Regions from separate parts of the Manis pentadactyla genome. Here region 2 is linked to region 1. The links are chromatin contacts, called in public Hi-C maps. All regions are on one chromosome and are shown on one strand. Each heading gives the region's core, a stretch centred on a gene start, on an enhancer-like site or on the middle of the called end of the contact. The rest is flanking DNA. Distances are from core to core; before and after follow the strand shown. Region 1 holds the start of SSR3 (signal sequence receptor subunit 3). Region 2 holds the start of LEKR1 (leucine, glutamate and lysine rich 1).

The links. A called contact is a pair of places that touch in the nucleus more often than the background predicts.
Region 2: a Hi-C map of blood shows a contact between it and region 1, with 3 times the contacts expected there. The contact joins the promoter of LEKR1 here to the promoter of SSR3 in region 1. A contact is called at or near these places in 2 of 3 Hi-C or Micro-C datasets (blood and skin fibroblasts).

The regions. Positions count from the first base shown.
Region 1 is chr1:89,562,710-89,567,543 of mManPen7.hap1, reverse strand. It overlaps SSR3 (signal sequence receptor subunit 3), which reads left to right and starts at 1,948. Exons shown (of 5, transcript XM_036904136.2): 1 at 1,948-2,152; 2 at 3,348-3,474. The coding sequence starts at 2,020.
Region 2 is chr1:89,844,184-89,849,017 of mManPen7.hap1, reverse strand. It overlaps LEKR1 (leucine, glutamate and lysine rich 1), which reads right to left and starts at 2,818. Exons shown (of 14, transcript XM_057499450.1): 1 at 2,626-2,818; 2 at 1,743-2,163.

The sequences.
Region 1 (4,834 bases), core at 699-3,198:
TGTTATTAGGCACAAGTCTTCACTCTCTCTTTTCTACTTTGGATAAGTAGGGAGAGACTACTGAGAGCTTTGATTTGAGCTTGCAAATTCCCATCAATGAGCTTCCCCTTCCCCTCTGCTTTATTCAAGTAACCTGCCTATGTCTACCTTGACTCTGGCCCATTATTGCCTTAGAGTGTATTCAAATTAAACTTTTGCTCCACTTCACTACTGTGTGTCTGCATTCAATTCTTTGTTGCAGTGGGGATAAGAAGTGTGTAAAACAAACTCAACCCCTAACAGTACCTATATAGAGAACAGATTGAAAAAGTTGAAGTCGGAAAGTTCCATTAGAATGGAAGCTGTGGTCAATTACAATTTGGATAAAGTGAGGAAGAAAGATCTACAAATTGTTGGTAAAAAAGCTGGAGGTCAATGAAATTTTGTCTAATGTTGGTAATGTAGATGAAAGAAGCTTTTGCTCTTTCATCACCAAGAAGTGGTCGAGCATTATTTTTTCAAGAAAAAATAATTTGGTGGTTATAAATGGCATGAAGCTGTTTTAATCGCATATTCAATTTTCTGAGTTTCAGAGTGAGGCAGGTAATAGAGGGATGCAGGCAGAGTTCAGAGCCCTTGTAAGTTTCAAAAAGCTCCACTACAACTCAGCAATTCAAAAGTACACTCAGACCACAACTGTTTGGTTTTGCCCTATGCAAATGATTGTACTTTCAGCCATTTAAGAGTGAGTTATGATGTCATTAGTTCAGTTCTCTATTTCATCCCCTGAGGGTGGGACCTCCTCCTCTCAGGAGGCAATATAAACCACAGACAACAGAGCCCTGATGTATCCTCCCTTGGAGCCTCTCCTGAGTAGCAGGATCTTTCTCTTTTCATTCATTAAAAGAGCTTCGCTGGTTGCTCTGTACTCGTTTGCTGGCTTCAGTCTTCCTTGCTTCCGAGACACAATTCTGGGAAAAACACTGGCTTTCTCAGCAAGAGGAGGTCTGTCCAGTCAACATGTCTTTACTCAGTATTATGTTTAATTTAGCATGGCTTTGGAGTCCACGTTACTCTAAAGATCTAGCTGAAACAAAGCAACATAAGTGTAGTAATTTGTAAGTGTACTAGACAAAAGTTAAATATTATTTTCATCAGACAACGAGGTTTTTTTTTCAATTTTTAAAAATTTTATCAAATGTACATCACAGTGGTTCAGCAGTCCTCCTCCCCCCACTCCCCTTCCCCTTGGTAATCACTACTCACGTTTCAGTGTCTGTGAAACTAATGCTGTTTTGTTCTTTCTGCTTTCGCTTTATTTTTATATTCTACAAATAAATTAAATCATAGAGACCACGAGTTCTTTAAAAGCAAAAATGCCTTCTTTTTGGTTCAAAGATAGCCTATTATTATGTTGAGAAGAGCCCACAACCTGGAGCCCAGCACTGCCGGTCTCTTACCTCGTTCTTCACCTGCAAAATGGGGACAATGATATGTATACCATAGGATTCTTGAGGATATTTAATGAAATTATGGATGTGTAAAGGAGAAGATATTTGACAGGTTTAGTTATACCTATCTTTCTCCTCTTCCTCCAATGCCCCAGTGCTGGGTACACACAGAGGGTACCAGCTTGATGAATCAATGAATATATGACTCAGGGTCAGAAAAGCTTGTTATTTTGGAATTCCAACTTGGAACACCTCACAGCATACGAGAAGTAGCATGTCAATAAAGTTCCGTTCATTTTTTTTTTTAAAAGGCACCCACTAAACTACAAATCCCTGCCTTCTCTTTCAAGTCGACCAGTCAATTGGCTTGCCAGGAATCCGGAAGTCTGGCCCGCTAGCCCAATCACAAACGTAGCTGTGCCAGGCTGGCCAATCCTGGGGAAGTTTGCTCCCGGCCGCTCCGGGTCCCGCCTCTGCGCGCAGCGGTGACGGGTCGTTATCGGATACGGCGGTCGTGGGGGCGGGGCCAGAGGTCTCGGCCCAGCTTGGCCCCTGCGCTGCCTTCCTGGCTGCCGGCTGCAGCTCTACCATGGCTCCCAAAGGAGGTTCCAAGCAGCAGTCAGAGGAGGACCTGCTTCTGCAGGATTTCAGCCGCAACCTATCGGCCAAGTCCTCCGCACTCTTCTTCGGGAACGCCTTCATCGTGTCCGCCATCCCCATCTGTAAGCGCTGGGAGCAGGCGAGCGGAGAAGGCCGGGGGCGGCTCGGGCAGGGAGGAGACGTGGCGGGGTCGGGGCACCGCTAGGCCCGCGCTGTCGCCAGCTCGCCCCGAGGTCGGGGAATGCATGTAGCCTCTGTGGGTCTCAGTGTTCTCATTTAAGGTGGTGGTGGGGGGTCATCAAGGAAAGTCACTTGTGGTGCTTTTAAAAAGTACGCTTGTTCCCGGGCCCCGCCCCCGGATATTGTGAGCCTCTAGGTGTGGGACGGCGGCCCCAAATCTGTATTTTAAGAAAGTACCGGGTTAAGATCTTGTGTTAGCACTCATGCATATAGCCTGCTGTCTTTCCCCCTCGGCCACAACTGTGGTTTTGCCATACGAGATTTTACACTTTACAATTACTTATTTTTGGGAAACTAATGAATTGGGTTGAGGGACAGGCTCCCATGTGCTGTCACGATGAATTAGAAGTGTTAGCTTTACATGAACTGCTTCACATACATCATTTCCTAATTGGATGCGCGAGTTGAACCAGTGCCAAGGGCTCTCGATCTACCTTGTTTCAACTTTTTAATAATCCTATTAGGGCGATTTTAGAATTCTCACTTGGGTCGAACAACCTTGCAGACTTGGCCGAGTTGTTTTTCGAGCCCGGCTTCCCGAATTTGTATCTCCTGACCCTCACAGAACTGCACTGTTGTGAAAAAAGTAAACAAGATAAATCCAGATTTATTTTATCCTTCGGCCTTATAAAACCCATCGGACAGTTAACGTGGTGTGGAGCCCTGCGCGCACAGTACCGCCTGGATATCAGATAACAGCCACGTCAGCATATAAACTGTGTTGGGACTGCACGTGGTGTTTTAGAATGGCCTGTGCTTAGAGTTAGCATGAATGAAATTTGAACTCTGAATTGTGATTTTGTTGAGCCCGAGTTGTCACTTTAGGAGAAGCAGACATCTCATCTGGACTGGTAATGGGAAGATTATGTTTTTCAAGTGTTCTGAACTGGAAGAGTTTGAGATTGTAATTTTATATTGGATATCCTGCTTCTGAAGATCCTCATACTATGTTGGATTCTGTAACACAGGCTGTATTTTACCGGCCTTATCTCTGATTAACTAACTCAGCACGCCCTTGTAACTGGGTGGTAATATTTTTGTTCCCTTTTGTGCCCCCTCCCTTTTGTCTTAATTCAGGGTTGTATTGGAGAATATGGCATATGGATCTTATTCAGTCTGCTGTTCTGTATAGTGTGATGACCCTAGTAAGCACTTACTTGGTAGCCTTTGCATACAAAAATGTGAAATTTGTTCTCAAGCACAAGTAAGTATATTTCTCAAAGTATGTATTACATATTGCATTTTTGCATAGTAGGATGTCCTCTTAAAGACCATTTGTGTGTATAGGTTTCAGTAAGCATTCATTTGAGCTATATATGTAAATATATTTTGGAGGGAAGGCACATTAGTGCTGTGAATAATTATTCACTAATTGAAGCAGAGACAATACTTGTGACACTGCTATAGAAGTAGGTTTTTGAGGCTGTTAGAACACTTAAACACAGCCTTAATCATGGGTTTTATCAGAAAAACAAACTCACTTATAAATAAATTAACATTTCAGAAGCCAAATGGAATTCTTTCTGGAAAGAATTGTTCTGGGCTTTCCATCTACTATTTTTGGATGTGAAAGAAGTGTTGTTTTTTTGAAATTAAACTGACATTTGTAATGCTAATTACACTTTTTTTTGTGAGTATATGAAAATGTAAAAGATTACCAGATTTCCTCTACCTTAAGATCACATATAAAATATGTCATTATTTTAACAATAGCCTTTGTAAGAAGTACAATCACAGCTCACAACAATATATTTATACATTAATTACAAGCAGTTATATACTCTGGTTTCATAAAGCTTAAAAAAGGGGGGTATTCTAGATTTAAAGAATGATAGTAACATTATTTCACAGTGCCATGATCCTCATGGGAAGGAGCTATAAATTAATGTTTAATTGGCAGAGGTGTCCTTTGAAGCTGCTTTTATGCCGCACTCTGATGTTCCATTCAGGATAGCAGGATATTTCTCTGCTTCCTCAGTGTAGCCTTCTTGGTCCTGCATTTGGAAGTGCTTTCTTAAAGGCAGTTAGAATTTTGATTAACAGATTTCTTGAGAGTGGAATTTTTTTGGTCATAGTTTTGGGTTAATATTAGGTGTTGCCACTGACATAGAAACTCCTGCAGATTTGCAAGATGGTTAAGGATCAAAGACCCAGGCAGTTGGTGAATGAAGTACCAGCATGCTTTGTGTGCACATTGTCTTTTCATTTGCACAATTCCCACTCTAATTTGGATATGGTTTTCTCTCAGATTACTTGAGCAGTCTGCAACCTTAACACAAAAGTTCATGGCCCTCCCTGCCATGCACTCTGTAAAGCATGTTACTCTACGTAATTCTTACATTTCCATGTGAGGTATGGGTATTATCCTTGTCTTATAAGATGCAGAACATGTAGTCATCTTCATTTGCCATCATTTTTATCATGTCACTCTCTTAATGCAACATGGCCTTATCTTTTCTAAGTGTATTAAGTTCAAATTTTAGGGTCCTGGAATGCAAATCGTCTACCTCCTACCAGTCTGGCCTCCTCTTTTAGGATTGGGCCTTGGCTGTTCTGACTCATCT
Region 2 (4,834 bases), core at 1,569-4,068, 280 kb before region 1:
GTTTACTATTATTTGCTTTGCAAATACTTGGTAAGGATCACTTATTTTAAACAGATCCACTCATTCCGTTTTTTTCTGAAAAACTGATTTAAAAATATCTAAATATATCAATCCAGCAGATAAGAAAAGCAACTGTGACATGAATGCTGGTTTAAATGATGAAGTACAGGAAAAAAAAGTACCAGGCTAAGTATGGTATGCAGGTATTGAACAGAAGAGTTGTCAAAGCATGAGAAGCCAAGTGTCAATATTACCTAAGATGAGCATTTGCATATTTTTATGCAGCTGATTTACTTTTAATAGATTTTCATTTTCTAATATAACATAATTCAAGGTAAAACTCTATCACTCCTTTCATAATAACACACAAGACAGAGGAACACTTTGGGAAAGAATAGACAGTCCAGTTGCATGAGTGAGAGATGTGTGTATATATAGAGAGAGTTGGCAATAGAAGGGGCCAGCAGAGTAAGATGATACAGACATAATTCCATAGCTGGGAAGTTCTGTGTGTCAGGAGTTGTAGAGAAGGAACAATATAGGAATTCAGGGAAGAAAAATGTCTCATTTTTCTGAAGGGAGTGGAGAATTAGTAAAGACTTCCTGAGGCTATTTGCTTTTGATCAGGGCAGGATCTTGGCAAAGAGACTGGAGAGGCACAGTACTCTGTCACAGACAGCAACCCCAGCAGGGGCAAGGTGGCAGGGACATTGTAGCTGACTAAAATTCCTGTAGTGGTAGCATTTCTTTAAATTATGCAACCATTAGTGGAAGAGAAGATTCCGCATCTTGTGTGTTAGTACAAAGCCCATGTTTTAATGAGCTGCTATTTAAAACAAGTAACAAGCTGCCTTCCTATATAGACACATAAAATGTGTGTGTGGGAGGGGGGTGTAAAGTTAACTGGGGTGGAGGTAAAGTTAACTGACATGGTTAACATAGGCCCACATGGCCAAGTACATCATCTAAAGTTAGGCAGACTGTCTCTGTGATGTAGCAAGAGCTCATTATTCATAGAAGATTTATTATTCACAGAAGATTCATTATTCTCATTTCCACCATTTTACAGTGGCACTCACCATCAGTAAAATAAGATGGCATGATCCTAACTAAATTGTATTGGGAGTCGAATTTTTCCTAAAATTATCAACTAAATGTCCTTTTAAAATTCCACCCATAAAATTATTTGAGAGCATGAATCTAATGATGGTATAAACAAGGCACCAGTGGAAGTTTTTTATTTCTGTAAATATCATCATTGTCTGTAAATTCGTTCCAACTCTGTGGCCTTACTATACCGAGGGAAATAATTGGCAGTTTTCTTATTGAGGAAAAATTTAAAACAAAATACACTGCCAACCCAGAAAATCCCTCCACAATGAAGAAAGAAACAATTTTATTATTGAATTAGCAGTTAACCAGACTGATGCACAGCACAATCTGCTGAGATACAAAAACAAAGAAATCTCATTTTTTTATACAGCCAAGCAGATATAATCCATTACATACACGTTCTCAAGGTAAATGGTAACTTTGTCTTCAACACAGCTTACTATATATTCTTTCCTAATTCGTTTTAAATTCCCCTGGAAATTGAAGTAGCCATCTGTGCTATCTTAATTGCGTTTGTTCGAAGGAATACATATCGCTAAGACAAAGCAGGCTGTTACTAAAAGTAAGGTGCCTATGCTAAACTCCCAAGGTGATAAGGTGATAGGGGTGCTGTCTTCTTTGAGGCTTACATTTTAAAGAAATGGCTCCCAATTCCTCAAACTGCGTCTTTAAAAAAACTTGCATATATGTATTAAAGGAATAGAGGATACATTCACAAATGTGAGGTTTCTCAAAAAAAGGGGGGGAGTCTCTTTTCCTCTTGGCAACAGTAAAATTTTTAATTTATCCTTACATTATTTTGCCTGTTTTATTGAGCCCCTTTTATTATTTGACATTACACACGCATAGACTGCCCTTCAGCAACAGGTGAGGTAATAACTGACAGCAGCCACGTAGGTATTTGTGAACCCGCAAACAGGATAACGAGGAACATGTCAAAAATTCAGAAATGTCCATGATTATTCACTTCCGATTCCCTTCTTCACACCAGTGTCACGTTGGGTCATTAACTCACGTTCAGCTTTCAGGCCTTCTCATAAAGAACTTCCCCTGGAGTGAATCACCCACAAAAGAGCAGGTCAGAGTCAGGTGAAGCGGAGTTCACGACCTAAAACTTTGCTGAAGAGGCAGGATTTTCCAAATAGAAACCACTGCAAGACCAGCCAAACTGCTGGAAGGGTTTTGAAATCTGTCCCTTTCTAACCCCGTTCCCTCGGGAACCGCGGTGGCAGAAAAAAAGAAGAGGGCGCAGGGGTGAGGCCAAGCCGCGCATTCCGGGGGAGAAGAGGGCGCCGGAGCCGGCGGGCTCGAGGAGACAAAAGCTGGGGCCGCAGAGCGGAGCGGAGGCGAGGCTCGGAATCCCATCCCCTCGCCGCAGCGCCGCGGCTCAGCTTCCGGCCCTCTCCCTGGATGCCAACACGCCTCCGCTCCGGAACTGCATCCCGGGGGACCGGGTCATCCCGGGGGACCGGGTCATCCCGGGGCTCAAGGAAGCCATTCATTATCTCTCACCTACACCTCGATGCTACCAGATGCGAAACGGCTTTCCCGGTCTCCCGGGAGACCGGGCCTCACGTCGGCATGACGTCTGGGCGCAGTGACGTCAAGGCCCACGCCGCTCACCAACGCGGAAGCGGTGCTCTCCCACCCCGCCCGTTCCCCAAGCGCCGGGCGGAAGAGGGATCGTTGGGGGGTCGGGGGCAGTGGCTGCACTTACTCGGAAAGCTGGGGGAGGGAGGGAAAGGGCTTGGAGGGCGGGCTGGAGACGTGGTAGGACTGAGGGTATGGCGGAAGACGTCCCCAGCCCTTTCGTGCTTTGGAGAGAGACACTCCCGGGGGTTCAGGCTCCAGTCCATCTTGCCTATCGTCCCTGGCTCTAGGGTCCCCGAGGCAGACAAAGCAGTGGGCAATTAATTGTTCTTGATCAGAAAGGAGAGTTGCCTATGGAAGAAATGGGTGTAATAGGAAGCTCTGGTCACAGTCACTGCCGCGAAGGGCAAATTAATTGGGAAAGCATTGGTTAAATTTTCATCCTAGTCCAAAAGTAGTTAAGATGAAGGGCTTAGTTCAGAAGGTATCTTGAGAACCCTAGTTCACAATTTGTTGCTTTATGGAAGGCTGCCCACCCTTACACGCGAATTGCTTTCCTTCCTTCATAAAGCTGGTATTTACTGATGACCTACTAGGCGACAAGTACTGCATACCAGGATGGGGTGATGCTGTGACTAACCCAGACAGGGGCTGCCATTGGAATGATTTGCAAGTGACTCATTTGTAGTCCAGATTTCTCCTTTTTAGGGTTACCTGAGGTCCAGAATGCAGCTCTTCGAAGAAAGAAAACCTTTGCAGCTCGCTAGCAGGAAAAGAGACTTGTTACTACTGAATGAAGTTACAGTTGAGTAAATACAAAGAAAATCAGGTAAAACCTATAGACTTAGAGGAGAGGTCAAATAATGCAGAGCAGTACTAAAACAGTAGTCACACTGATGATTGATACCTTTTTATAAGTGAAAATGACATCATGAAGTACTGACACTTCTAAAAGCCTTATTCCACAAAACACTAGATGTCTTCTTTAGATGTACCCTGAACACTTTATCTGATGGATATTTTTGCCCCAACGCCTGCCAGTGACTTCCATTTAATTGGAAAAGATAGGCAATAATTAGGATTGAAGCGAGGATGTGGGGTGGGGCAGAGGACATCCAATGAAGTGTTCAAGGATGGTATGCTTTTGAGAAGCTCAAAGAACTTTCAGAGCTTTTCATTCTTAGCATGTTTTTTTTCTTTGGAGGACAATGAAGGTAGGACTGTTCTCATTTTGTAACACTGGGGGTTTAGATATAGGGCACAAAAAACAACTCATCCCATTTCCATTGAGTGCTTTATCTGGAACAGGAATTGCACACCTAAAGCAAGATCATTCTGTTCTGAGCCTAGTTAGGTAAGTAGTATTATTCATAAAGTTTGGTAAGTAGTAGGCTCCCACCCTTCCTGGAAAGGATGTGGGAAAATACTACTTTGCAAGTCTGATAAAAATATCAGAAAGTCTATCTGAGATTGCTAATTTCAAAGTGAGCTCAGAACTGTGCAAAGGCAGCATGGCAAAATTACAGTTAGCCCAACTTTATTTTTATCCTGTGAATCAGAACACAGTACAATTGCTATCACCTCAAAAGTTTGAGTAAAATGGTTGCAGAGAGGCTTCTCAGGTTAGAAGCAACTATAGCCTTTACTGCTGTTTCTGGGTTCCATCCAATGCAAGTGCAGAATTTTTTTAAAGTCAACATTTATTAGGTAGGCTCTATTTACCAGCACTTCACACACAATATCTCAATTATTTGGAATCCTTCCAAACATAACTCAGATCCTACTTATTGTTCACTTTCACCTAAATGGTGGAAGTGGCCAAGGGTATGGTCCAACGTGATCACAGAAGAGTACTTAGGCTGAATATGAGTATAAACAGAAGCACCTGGGCCGATGTACTGTTGACTCTGCCAGCCAGCCAGTGGACCATCATCCTACTGTGCATTAGTAACATATGTAGATATCAGAGAGGTATTTAATTCCTAGAACTTCACTTCGTCTGAGACTTAACTTTCTTCATAATTTTATGATACAACTTCCAGTTTTTAAAAAGGAAGTCAGCTACAAGTGACCTTGCTTTGTTGTACTTACCTCAACACATTTTATTCCAAAACTGGATTTTCTTTCCTCA